Linked DNA regions of Mus musculus: region 2 is linked to region 1. Evidence: chromatin contacts called from public Hi-C data. All regions are on one chromosome and are shown on one strand. Each heading gives the region's core, a stretch centred on a gene start, on an enhancer-like site or on the middle of the called end of the contact. The rest is flanking DNA. Distances are from core to core; before and after follow the strand shown.

The links. A called contact is a pair of places that touch in the nucleus more often than the background predicts.
Region 2: a Hi-C map of liver shows a contact between it and region 1, with 2.6 times the contacts expected there. The contact joins the promoter of Glrx3 here to the enhancer-like site in region 1. A contact is called at or near these places in 1 of 39 promoter capture datasets (the 3T3-L1 cell line) and 7 of 484 Hi-C or Micro-C datasets (the AML12 cell line, the AtT-20 cell line, the HL-1 cell line and 4 more).

What each region holds. Positions count from the first base shown.
Region 1 is chr7:137,219,143-137,225,869 of GRCm38.p6, reverse strand. Ebf3 (early B cell factor 3) reads left to right here. Exons shown (of 16, transcript NM_001113414.1): 9 at 1-114; 10 at 601-727. Among named protein-coding and RNA genes, the nearest start is that of Gm10578, 12 kb to the left of the region's middle. Within about 2 kb of position 3,764, at least 35 of the 459 cell types and tissues checked have an H3K27ac peak or open chromatin away from gene starts, as enhancers often do. A contact at or near this core is called in the AtT-20 cell line, the N1E-115 cell line, liver and 1 more, where this site is marked.
Region 2 is chr7:137,433,655-137,440,381 of GRCm38.p6, reverse strand. Glrx3 (glutaredoxin 3) reads right to left here and starts at 2,809. Exons shown (of 11, transcript NM_023140.5): 1 at 2,611-2,809. The coding sequence starts at 2,708.

The DNA of each region.
Region 1 (6,727 bases), core at 2,515-5,014:
GCTATCAGCCCCAGTGAAGGCTGGACCACGGGGGGTGCCACTGTGATCATAATCGGGGACAACTTCTTTGACGGTCTACAAGTTGTGTTCGGAACTATGTTGGTGTGGAGTGAGGTAAGCCTGCGACATTGGCCTGCCTTGAGCAGTCGCCTCCTCTGTGGATGGTTTTGACAAGTTGTGTCTGGTGTAGGGATATGACACCTATTGCAAAGTTCCCTTTTACTGTTTGCCTGTGGTAGGCTGTCCTGTGGGTGGGTCTGCCCCTCCTCCCACAAACTTTGGGTTTTAAACGTGCCATAGGAGGTCCTCCAGTACCCTGGAACAATTAGTTCTAGAATTACTAGAAACAGGTTTAAGGAGACATATGGTGGTGATTTTCATATGAATGATGCCCTGTGGCTTTTCCTGCAAACTAAAACCCTGGAACATTTGCTGATCTTTCCCTTAAAGAACCATAGGCCCAGAGTGTCTGGGTGACAGGAGGGAACATTCCGAGACGATGGTCCAATTTATGCTCATTTTGTAATTATATCCAACTGGCAAGTGTCCGCCTCTCAGGGCCTGCACCGCTGAGCGCTTGTTCATGTGTGGTTTCTGTAGCTGATAACCCCCCACGCCATCCGAGTGCAGACGCCGCCTCGACACATCCCTGGAGTTGTTGAAGTGACCCTCTCCTACAAGTCTAAGCAGTTCTGCAAAGGCGCTCCTGGACGCTTTGTCTACACTGGTGAGTTGGCGGCTCCAGCCTCTGTGGGGCGGTGGTGGGTGCTCCGTCTCAGTGGGAGCCTCCTTGGGTGGGTGTCCGGTGATACTGTGGGGGAGGTACAAGTGAGGCGTGAGGACCATTGGCATGCTGTTGAGTTTTATCAGGTGCACACTTCCATCTGCATCTTAGACAGCTCATGATGACTGGACAGACACGGTAGTGTGACCTTGGCGGTTTCCCCTCATCTGCAGGCCTCTGCCTCTCACCAGTAAAGCAAAGTGGCAGGGAGAGTTGTTGGTAACTGCAGCCGCTTCCAGCTCCCCTGAGAGTGGCTGCCTCATGCCTGGCTGCATACAAGGCCTTGTGCCCACCCATTTGTCAGTCTGGCTCATCACTGCTCTTCAGTGGCTTGAGCTGTGACCAGGAAGGAGAGGTCACAGCCTGTCACTTACCTAGGCTTCCAGTGGAAGCTAGGTCTCTTAAGTGGAGCTGGGATCTTAGACTCTGCATGGGGTTGTTGCTTATGGGGAGGTGTGTCAACGTTCCAGAGGATACAAGTAGCCTGAGCCCAGATGGATAGAATGGGTAGCCTTTGTGGCCCCTGTGGGTGGGACATCAGAGGTGCTTCTATCCTGCTTTGCTCACACAAGTGCTTAATTGATTTGTTTGAGGATGCCACAGATGCCACAGAGAAACTTCCTCTGAAGTTGGCTTCACCCACCTGCATTTTGACTTGTGATCTCAGTCTGTTCCACATGCCGTAAGGCACCAGGGATGGTTTTGATGCAGAACAACTCCTGCGGAAGCCCAGGGATGGTGGAAGGGATGGGTGCTTGTTGATTATTTGTGGCTATGCAGGGGCTTGGTGACATTCATACTGGAGGGTTTGGAGCCCTAGCATTGACCACTGTCTTACCACCTGAAGGGGCCCTAGGCCTGGGCTGGTATCCCACTGGGTGCCATCCTCTGCTCTATCCAGCAGACAGGTTACATGGAGGTTTCTGAGGCCCCTTCCTGCCACATTAAGGTTCATGAAATCACAGAAGCGAAAGTTCTTTCCTTTTACAGGAAGTACTAAAGGAGCAGACTGGCCCCATATAGACTCCCTGCTCCTCCGTAGGCCTACTGCCACCCAAGGTGGGGCTCAGCCTTATCTTAGGGTAGCAGTTCCCAGTCTATGGGTTGTGATCCCTTTGGCAAAGCTTATCTCCAAAAATATTTACAATTCATAACAGCAGCAAAGTTACAGTTATAAAGTAGCAATGAAAATAATTGTTATGGTTGGGGATCACCACGACATAAGGGAGGTTGAGAACCACTGTTCTAGGGCATCTAGCTCTTGATAACCCAGCACCCGACCTGGTCAATGTGGGGCACCAGGATCCTAGAACTGAAGGGATCCAGGGCTGTGGGCATAGCAGAAGGTTGATGTGCCGTGCTGCTTTGGGGGAATCGGGATAGTCTTGGCCTCTGGGAAAGTCTAGAGGTTGAAGGAAAAGTTCCTCTAGATTTTGAGAATATGTTAAAACAAAAAGAGAGAAATGGGACATCTTTTAAAAGCCGTGTGCAGGTGGCCCCCCAAACTATTATACCTCTCCTTATTTCTGATTTCCTCTGGGGAGATGGTCTTCCACCATCCTCACTAGTGTTTCCTTACCTTCAGTGCATTGTTCACTGAGCATGTGCAGTTCTGCACTGTATTATTACCGAATGGGCTTCACACTGGATAGTCTTTGTACTAAGTCTCTGGCCAGAAACTTCAGGCTATTGAGGCAACAGGCCCTATGCAAAAACTTAGACTATTTAACTAGATGACCCAATGCCTCAGGGTACTGGCTGTTGGCCCATGTTGACTTGAACTCCTCTGAGTTCAGTTTTCTCTCCTCACTTTTTCATGGGGTTTTGGCAAGGATCAAGGGCAACTCAACGTGTCTGACATACAGAGGGCACTTGGTAAGTAGTATCAGCAGTGGAAAGTTAGCGACAGCTTGGACTTCCGCTGAGGTCCGTGGGGTCTGTTCATGGTTTGAGCTCCTTGAATGTGGAGATCTTGTGCACTTGTTCTTGTACTGACAGCGAGCTGAGGGACACATGGCAGGGTTGGGTGTGGAGTGAGTCCCTATGCTGCTCATGTGGCCTGGCTTGGCTGGTGGCACCCAAGTGAGCCTGTGTCCACAGTTGGCAAGCCTGGCCTGCTTCTCACCAGCCTGTCCTCCTTGTTCTCTAGTGAGATTGTTAGGAGGGTCTGCTGGTTTCCTTAGGGGCTGCTCTAGGCAAGTTCTTCCCTGAGTCTTTGTATTCTTGGGGTTTTGGTTTGAATGTTGAAGATGACTGATTTTTAGAAGTGCCCCCTCATGCCCCCTCTCTCTTTAAAAAAAAAAAACAACAAAACTTTTACAAGCAGTTTTAAGGCACAGAGATTCAGGTCCTGATTTTCTTCCTTTGCCCGTGTCTGTCCCCAGTGCTACAGATAGGTCCTGGTTTGAACACTTGTGAACAAATGCAGGTGTGGAGGGTAGGAGGAGTTGCTTGTCATTGGCTGGCAGGACCCATAGGGCCCATTTGGTAGCTGTCCCTATTATCAGCTCTCCAGGACAGGTGGGTAGGGAAGGGTGCTCTCTGAAGCTCCTTGCTCTCTGGCTCGGTGGAATGCCCTCCTTGACCAGAATGTCCATTGCCTCCCAAAGGACAGCAGTGTCTCCTGAGCTTGTTATAACCTCACGACAAGCCTTTCTGGAGGCTTAGTGTCCATCCTGCGTGGTTGCATCTACTTTCAACCTGACTAGACTTCTTAGGTCCAAGACTCAGGTCCTCCTGCCCTGGGATTGGAGATTTCCTGTTTCCTCATGTGTGAGCATTTGTTTCAAGGCTGTACAAGCTCAGCCCTTCCAAACTAACTAGCTAGCTAGCTAACTAGCATATGTGTGTGTGTATGTGTGTGTGTGTGTGTGTGTGTGTGTGTGTGTGTGTGTGATCATTACCAGGAATATACATTTCACATGTGTGTAAGGGATACAGGGCTTTATACTCTCAGGGAGCTGAGGAAAGGTGGGGTCATAACCTGTCTGGCCTGGAAGCTTCTGTCTGATTTGCATTGCCCTGAAATTGATGGGGACAATGAGGTAATCACAGGGACTCCCTCTCCCCAATGAAAACTGAGCCAGTCCTTCTGGATGTCACAACATGGGCGCCATCCCCTGGGCGTCTGTTTCCCATCAGTGTGCCCAGGCCCCGGAGGCTGCTGGGACACCTTCACATTTAACCTTCCCGGCATGAAGCCAGCTGTGGGGCTGCAGGGCCACTGGATAATGAACCTGGGCTTGGAGGAGGGGCTGCCACTAGCCTGCCAAAGGCTGGGAGGGACTTGGCAGAGGTCTAAATGAGCTGTTTACAGTGACCTGAGAAACACCAGATTTTTCAAAACCAGACCCTATTAGTCAACCCAGAGTGGTCGTGCTCAGCCTCTGCCCCTGGAAGGGGAAGGCTGGCCAGGCCCCATCCATCTAGCCCCTTGGCTGCCGTTCATAGTCCCTCTCAAGTCACAATTACCTTGGGAGACTGTGGCGGTTCAGTTGATTAGCACGGTGAATTAAAAGAATGAGCCACAAATGACATGTCCAGCTCTTCCATAGGAGTTCTCTGTATTCCCAGCGAGCCTCACCCCTGCTGTAAGAAGGTCAGAAATTAGAGAGAGAGAACAATTTCCAAGCGGCTAGCACTTAGAAGCAGAATTAACAGTCACTGTGTATGTAATTGCCAGTTAATAGTAAATTGCCTTTAGACTGTAAAATGCAATATAAACTGGTGGGCACCTAAAATTAAATTAATGAGATATTTGCTGCATTTAAAAGTGAATAGTTCAAATTAATAACCAAGTGCAATGCTTGTTTTAATATTTGTCTAATAGCATACCATTGACTTGTTTAATAATAATTAAACAGTCCCGCAGTTGCCTACCTGAGGAACTTACCATATAGGCAAAATCGAGCAGCTTTTGCTCTCATATTTTTACTGCTACAAACACATTGCATTGTTAAGAGTAATAAAAGAAATTATTTTTTAATTAGAATAGAAACGTTATGGCATTACCTGATTAAGTTGGGTTGGAATTTGTAAGCTTCTAATTGAGATTATGTTCTCATGAAAACGCCTTTTGCAGGCCTGTTCTCAAGTATGAAGTGTATTGGGTGGGGGGAGGGAAGGATGGAGAGAGGGGGAGAGGGAGGGGGGCTTACAATGGACATTTGGCAAAATGTTTCCTGATTAGCAAAGGAGCAGAGGCTGCTGCTGTGGCCTGGGTTTAAGCCTAGTTCACGAGACACCAGGAATGGCATTTGGGGGCTTTTTTGGCTGACCTCCTGCCCTGAAGTTTGATTGACCCACCCTCATTTTAGAGAATTCTTTTTTGCTCAATTAAAGAAATTATCACAAATTACCGGGAGTCAACATGTCGCCAGTAACAGACTGAGCCCAGTCACTCAACAAGATGCTGGCAGGCAGCATAGGCCCATCTAAAGTGGACACACGGTGGATATCTGGAAGGGCCCCAGGTCTGTGATGCGTTCATTGGATGGGGATCTTTTCATACAGACATGTGTGCATTTGATGTCAGGCTTGGGAGACCATCCCTCAGTCAGTAATTGCAAGCAGTTTCTGTTCTCTCTGATAGTGTTTAGGTTTGTCTTTTTAGAAAGAGGTTGTACTGTGTTTTAAAACTGGCTTCATATTGAGGGGTGCCAGCTCCACCCTGGCTTCACGTTGAGGGGTGCCAGCTCCATCCTGCACCTGTCAGGAGACAGTTTCACTCTTGTTGAGTCTCCTGGCTGGCTTCCACCTTCCATGTCATTTCTCCTTACCTGGGAAAACCCTTGTGTTTCTGGCACGTGGAAAGGTTGCTTGTGAATATTTAGACATGGTTCTGTCCACACTATGGATTTCAAACACCCTTCACCACAGCCGGACAGCTCCAGTTTCCTCTCTCCCTGGCCTGTGGTCCTCCCAACCAATCATTTGTATCCGCAGAACAAATGATTCTAAATTGCCGCCCACGATCCGTGCCGTTTGCATTCTGCTAAACCGAATGTTAAACACAAACCACCCAATTATTTCAGCCCTACACTCCAAGCCACTGCTGTGCACAATCCAGGAACACATCCTATCCTACTGGCTGCAAGAATGTGGGGCTTTTGACCCAGAGTCATGAGAGATTCCACCTCCCCTGCCAAAGTCAACCAGACACCCGACTTCCCTTTCCTGTCTCCAGTGGGTGTGCCTGTGGCCATACCTGTCACCCATGATGGTGGTCCCTGTTGGGTGTTTCAGAATGTCTGTATCCTCATCACACCCAGCCATCTCCTGGTAATGGATGCCCCTGGATACATTGACCCTTATGTCAAATTACTGGTCTTAAAGGTTAGCATGGGGCTCCACTGTCAGCTCAGGCCATCTTTAGGCTCTCAAATTTGAAACTTTATCCAGCTATTCCATGACTCAAATAGCACCACCTTCCTCCCAGCCTCACCGCACTCTTGCTTTTTGCCACATGTGTAAGCATGGATAGCGGAGGGTGGTAATTTTGTGTTGTTTTTCACAAGGACTAGGTGGTAAAGCTTCCGGGCCTCAGCCCCTTCCCCTGGGAGTGGGGACTGAAGGCTGTGGCTGGGTCCCTATGAGCCTCAGGCAAGGAGGTAGCATTCACCTGGTGTCCTCCCTTGGGTGGCACCTGGCTCTCCCTGGCGAAGCTGCTGTGTGCCAAGAGGGTGCTGGGGGTATGGCTGGAGAACATAGCCTTTAAAGAGGGTTGTGTGAAGGCTCCCTATCCCTGCGGTCTCCTCTTTCCTGTCTCAAAGGAGGGCAGGAGAATGAGGCACAGCACAAGTAGACAATTTGTCCTAATCAGTGACACCCATTTACCAGAATTGCTTAAAATGAACTATACCTCATACAGAAATCGCACATTTAGAGAGTTCCATTCATCATGTGAAAATTGAGGGCCAGTAAACTTTTCTGCCCCTCCAGTGG
Region 2 (6,727 bases), core at 1,560-4,059, 220 kb before region 1:
TTTCCACTTAAGCATGGAATGCCAACTGCACATATAACAGGGATGTCACCCTCTTGTGTACTGTATGGAACCAGTCTCTGCCTCATAACAGACAGGCCAATATGTCCAATGCATTGTTCTAGGACAACGTTTACAGAAAGATGGAGTTGAAATACTCATTAACATGGCTCCCTTACACCCTGCACTGGTGCTCAAACCTAGAGCTTTGAACACACACCCCACCACTGAGCTACACTACACCCCAGAATATCTCAATATTTTAGCAGACATAATGAGTCTCATTTCTCCATCAATGGAACCATTAGAGCCAATAATCATTTGCTGTTCTACTGTAGTGCTCCATACTCCAGTTATTCACTTGCAAATTATACTACCAATGCTAAGCGCTACCATACTCTAGACTCTGTGTGTGTGTGTGTGTGTGTGTGTGTGTGTGTGGGTGTATGTGTGTGTTTATGAATAAAGTGGTTTATGAATGGGCACAAACTCTGGTACCCATTTCCCACCCCCACTATATAGACAGAAACTGAGATTTCAGTAACTTACATAAACATAAAACTTACATAGACATAAGAACTTTCATATATAAAAATATATATAGAAAAAGTTACAAGTACGTAAATACGTTAGAATTTTAATATAAAAAGAAAATTTTGGGGCTGGACAGATGGCTCAATGATTAAGAGCACACTAAGTGCTCTTACAGAAGACTAGGGAGTTCCATTCCTAGCACCTACACAGGGGCCACAACAATCTGTAACTGCAATCCCAGGGGAGCCAACGCCCTCTTCTAGCCTCTGAGGGCACTGCATGCTTGTGGTGGACAGCTGCTTGCAGGCGATACAGCAATACACATAAAATGATGAAAAAATAATAATAAAACAAAAAAGTAGACTTCAACCCACACCAACCCTGAAAAGCCTTGACATGGAAATGGCTGCACCCACAAGTGCTATTTAGTATTCTTTTTTTTTTTTTAAAGATTTATTTATTTATTATAAATACACTGTACACTGTAGCTGTCTTCAGACACTCCAGAAGAGGGCATCAGGTCTCATTATGGGTGGTTGTGAGCCACCATGTGGTTGCTGGGATTTGAACTTCGGACCTTTGGAAGAGCAGTCGGGTGCTCTTACCCACTGAGCCATCTCGCCAGCCCGTATTTAGTATTCTTGATGGCTTCCTATCCTTCCCCAGGTGTCACTCCCCAGGTGTCACACAGCATTTCCCATGACCCATTCTGAACAGTCACTGCAGACGGGAACACTGTCTCCCGAGTCATCTCAGGCAGACACCAGTGACAAGAATACATGCAGATGGGTTTGCGGTTTGTTGCTGTTCTTGTCTTGCCCCCCACCCCCCTTGAGAGGAAAGAAATGTTTGTTTCCTGATTTTTTACAATAGGGTCTCCTTATATACCTCTGGCTAGCCTGAAACTCACTATGAAGATCAAACTGACCTTGAACTTGCAGAATAAATGGCATGCTAACTTTTACCCACTAAGGCCTGTTTAACACATGAAACATAAAGACAAACTAAGCATGTGAAACACACACACATAAAAGAATCTTCTCAGACGATTTAAGTTCAAGCTTTTCAGGACATGTCCACACAAGCCCTCATCACTTCAGGAGGCCATCTCTGACGTCCTCCGAAACGCCTGGTAAACGACCTGGCTGGATCCATCAGAAGTCAGCTTCTACTTAATGTTACTCTCATTCTCCCTTTTTCTTTTCTTTGGGGGGAAAAAAATTTAAAATCAAGTAAACCTGAAATGCGAAAGGGTTGGAAAGGACTGGTTTTGTTGTTGATGAAGATGAGTTGTTGTTTTCGGTGCTAGAAGTTGAACTCAGGGTTTCTTGTGTATTAAGCACTAGCTACACTGCCAGCCTCTGAATGAGCTATTGTAATTCTCCTCCATACTGTATGGAGTAGCAGATGTCAGCCAGTCAATCTGCCACCTGCCCACTCTGCTCAGTGAGGATACCAAGGCCCCCACATTAGTGGAGAGAGCTTCCGGTACGCCAACCACAAAACAGAGCTTTAACAGAACCGGTCCATTCACCCGGGAGGAAGCCGAAGGGGAGGTTAGGAAACTTGCCCCAGGATTACAAGCACATAAGGGGCTAAGGAGAGGTTGGGGATCCCCGGCAGTGGGCCCTGAAACCCCTCCCTCACCACTCTGCATGCAGATCAAGGCAGGGCAGCATCCTAGAGCGCCGAGGTCCTGGTTTCCCACGCATCCCCAGGGCTGGCCTCAGGAAGGCTTGGCCAAAGGCGAGGCGCGCGCACCCGGCCGCCGCAGACCCTCCCTTAGCCGGCTGGTGGTTCAGGAAAGCCCGGGACCCTAGCTGGGCCTGCAGGCTGGTCGCCAGCCAAGGCTTCCTTCAGGAGGCGCCACATGCGGGTCTCCGGAGGGCAGGTCCATTGTGCACGCGGGCCGCCGCGGGCCGCTTCCCTAGGAGGGGCTACCGCCGCGGCCCAAGTAGGGCCGCCGTTGGACCACGAGCTCAGCTCCGGACGTGCCGCGTTGGGAAGCCGCCCCCAAGTCCCGTGACCCCCCGGCCCGCCGCCCTCTGGTCCCCGGGCCCTCTCGCCGCCCCCGCGTACTTGGTTTTGAGGCGCAGTAGCTCTTCAAACTGCTGGGCAGAGCCGACTTCCACCACTGCCACGGCTGCCTCGCCTGCCTCGGCCGCCCCCGCCGCCATGCTGTCTCCGCCAGACACCAGCAGTCGAGCGCCGGAGGCTCGATAGGGCCGGACGGACACGCGAGGAGGCTGCGCACGGGGAAGCCACGCCCGCTGAGATCGGGGGCCCACCCCTGACACACTATGCCACGCCCTCCGGCACTGAAGGTCACGCCCTCGGACTGGGAGAACTGGGAGGCTCTGGGTTGGGCTAGCGGAGCCTCCTTGCTTTGTATTGGTGTGCTAACTAGCTAGATGCCTTGGCCCCTGGCTGTTGTAGCTCTGGAGCTCAGAAACCTGTAATAGGAAGGGATGTAAGTATGTGTGTATTGTAAATTAGAGTGAAGTCAGAATAGAACATTGGCAAGCTGAAATCTCACATGAAGCTGCATAAAGATGAACTAGGAAGTCTTAAGACTAAAAAAACAATAGTGTCTGAGCACAACCCTGATAGTCCTTGTACCTCAGTCCTGGAGGAAACTCGAACTCTTCTAGAGGTGCCCTCAGAACCCCATAATCAACCTTCAGTACAACTCTGTGACACCTGTTAGCCGTTGCAGCCTTGACACAAGACCTAAATGGCTCGCCCCATTGCCTCTAAGAACCGTTAGGCTCCTTTTTAGAGTTCCTGCACCTTCCCACCCAGGCCCAGCCTCCATGACCCTCTTACTAGAAGCTTCCCTGTACGGGCAGTGACTCGCCAGTGGTATCTTCTCCACACTCTTTCCCATGCTAAGGCAGGAAGTTCCTTAAGTTTGAGTCCAGCCTGGGCTCTACAGTGAGTTCCAGGCCAGCCTGAGTAACAGTAACAGATTACAGATTGAAATATTTTCGATCGATTGGGAATTAAATATGTCCTTTTACCTCTGCTCACTGAGCCATTTTAAAGAACACAGGAGAGTTGCTTGCGGTGGCCACTCCTGTATCCTATTGGCAGCCCTGCTCCTATGATTACAAAAGCCCTGGAAGCTGTGTCACACACATCTTGAGAAACACCCCTACTAAAAATGTGGATCACAGTGCTCCAAATGCAACAGGACAAATTGTTCTGCTTCTTGGCTGGGGGGGGGGGGGGCAGAACCCCAAACTTAGGACTGTAAGAAAATAAACATACGCCAATACCAATAAAGCCATAGAAACCTCAGAAAGACATCAGGGTCACACGCGGACATTAACATCCTGATTATAGTATTGTATTACAGGTTTGCAAGGTGCGATGGGTTGTATATGCTCAGCCCAGGGAGTGGCACTATTAGAAGGTGTGGCCCTATTGGAGTAGGTGTGTCACTGTGGGTGTGTGCTTTAAGGCCCTCATCCTAGCTCCCTGGAAGCCAGTCTCCTCCTGGCTGCCTTTGGAACAAGTGGTGGAACTCTCAGCTCCTCCAGCCCCACATCTGCCTGGATGCTGCTATGCTCCCACCTTGGTGATAATGGACTGAACCTCTGAACCTGTAAGCCAGCCCCAATTAAATGTTGTCCTTTATAAGAATTGACTTGGTCGGGGCTGGAGAGATGGCTCGGCGGTTAAGAGCACTGACCGCTCTTCCAAAGGTCCTGAGTTCAAATCCTAGCAACCACATGGTGGCTCACAACCATCCTTAATGAGATCTGATGCCCTCTTCTGGTGTGTCTGAAGACAGCTACAGTGTACTTACATATAATAAATAAATAAATAAATCTTTAAAAAAAAAAAGAATTGACTTGGTCATGGTGTCTGTTCACAGCAGTAAAACCCTAACTAAGACACAAGGTTTTATCATTGGGAGACAGTACACACATTATCTCTGTCTCGACACACACATCCTTTATATTTTGAAACAAGTTTTCATGTAGGCCGTGACGGCCTAGAGTTGATTATGAAGCCAAGACTGGCCTTGAACTCACGACCTGCTTGCTTCTACCTCCAAAATGTTGGACTTATATGTATGTACCACCTAGTTGATAATAAACTTACCTACTATGTGTACCTAGTTGGTAATAAATGTATTATTGTTTTTATTGAAATACATTCTTAAGTGGCACAAGCTGACCTCCAATTTGCTGTGTAGCTGAAGTTTGTCGTGCTCTCCTGATCCCCCTGCCTCCACCATCCAAGTCCTGGGCTTACAGGCATGTGCTTCCAGACCCAGCATTTTTCTTTTTCATATTAAGTATATATGAATCTACATCTTTGAATAAAGAGTTGACTGAAAACAAAGACTGTAGAGAACTCTTTGGAGGTAAAATGCAAGAGAAAAGAGGGCCTGGCTTTAGTATGAAACCTTGCCTTCATAAAAGAATAAGAAATAAAATAAAGACTGGATACCCACTGGGATGGTTTGTATATTCTTGCACCAGGGGGTGGCACCATTTGGAGGTGTGGCCTTGTTGGAATAGGTGTGACCTAGTTGGAGTAGGTGTGTCACTGTGGGTGTGGGTTTAAGACCCTCACACTAGTTGACTGGAAGTCAGTCTTCCACTAGCAGCCTTTGGATGAAGACATAGAACTCTCAGCTCTGCTTGTGTCATGCCTGCCTGGATACTGTCATGCTCCCACCTTAACGATAATGGACTGAACCTCTGAACCTGTAAGCCAGGCCCAATTAAATGTTGTTTTTATAAGACTTGCCTTGGTCATGGTGTCTGTTCACAGCAGTAAAACCCTAACTAAGACACCCACTCTGATTGCTATATTTAAGTATATAAACTATATAGCTGAATGTGACATAGAGAAAGGTCTGCCCAAAGCTCCCCAAAGTGTGAGAGCTTGCTAGGCAAGAATGAGAGCTGGGGTGCTAATGGGAGGCCCTTCATTCTTTAACCCATTAGTTCCCCACCTGTGGGGTTTGACTTGTTTGGGCTCACATATCAGATATCCTCCATATCAGATACTTATGTTATAACTCACAACTGTAGCAAATTCACAGTTATGATGTGGCAGTGGAATACTTTTATGGTTAGGGAGTCACTACAGCATGAAGAACTGTATTAAAGGGTCGCAGCATAAGGAAGGTTGAGAACCACTGCTCTGTATCTGCTTCTTCCTGCCTTCAAAGAATTCAGACTGCCTCTGTCACATGAAGTTAGTAAAATTGTAATTCAGAGAGGAGATGTGTTGTAGAGTTCTTTTTTTTTTTAAGATTTATTTATTGTTATGTGTAAGTACACTGTAGCTGTCTTCAGACACACCAGAAGAGGGCATCCGGTCTCATTACAGATGGTTGTGAGCCACCATGTGGTTGCTGGGATTTGAACTCAGGACCTTTGGAAGAGCAGTCAGTGCTCTTACCCACTGAGCCATCTCTCCAGCCCTAGAGTTCTTTTTTTAAGGCTGCGTCACCCCACTCCCCATCTGTCAGTTTTACAAATTCTGGCTTTCCCTCTAAATGGAATTTGCTGCAAGTGGCAGACACAAGCTGCAGAGGGGCTCTCACTTTGGGAAAACCACAGGAAATATCCTGAGGAACTTTCCAATCACCCTTTCTGCAGTTACCACTGCTAATATTGATAACCCAAGAGGCCACAGGTGACTTCATGCCTAGAAAATGCTCTGACTTCAGCATCTAAGACTAGCGAGCTCAGGATGGGCCAAGATGCATTTTAGAAAGCTAATGTGTGGTATCTGAGATGGCTCAATGGGTAAGAGCACCCGACTGCTCTTCCGAAGGTCTGGAGTTCAAATCCCAGCAACCCCATGGTGGCTCACAACCATCCGTAATGAGATCTGACTCCCTCTTCTGGAGTGTCTGAAGACAGCTACAATGTACTTACATATAATAAATAAATAAATAAATAAATAAATAACAAATAAATCTTAAAAAAAAAAAAGAAAGAAAGAAAGAAAGCTAATGTGGCCAGGCAGTGGTGGTGGCACACACCTTTAATCCTAGCACTTGAGAGGCAGAGGCAGGCAAATTTCTGAGTTCAAGGCCAGCCTGGTCTACAGAGTGAGTTCCAGGACAGCCGGGGCTATACAGAGAAACCCTGTCTCGAAAAATTAAAAAAAAAAAAGTTCCCATAAAATCAGGCTCTGAGCGAGCCTGTAGAGCATTTTCTTAGTG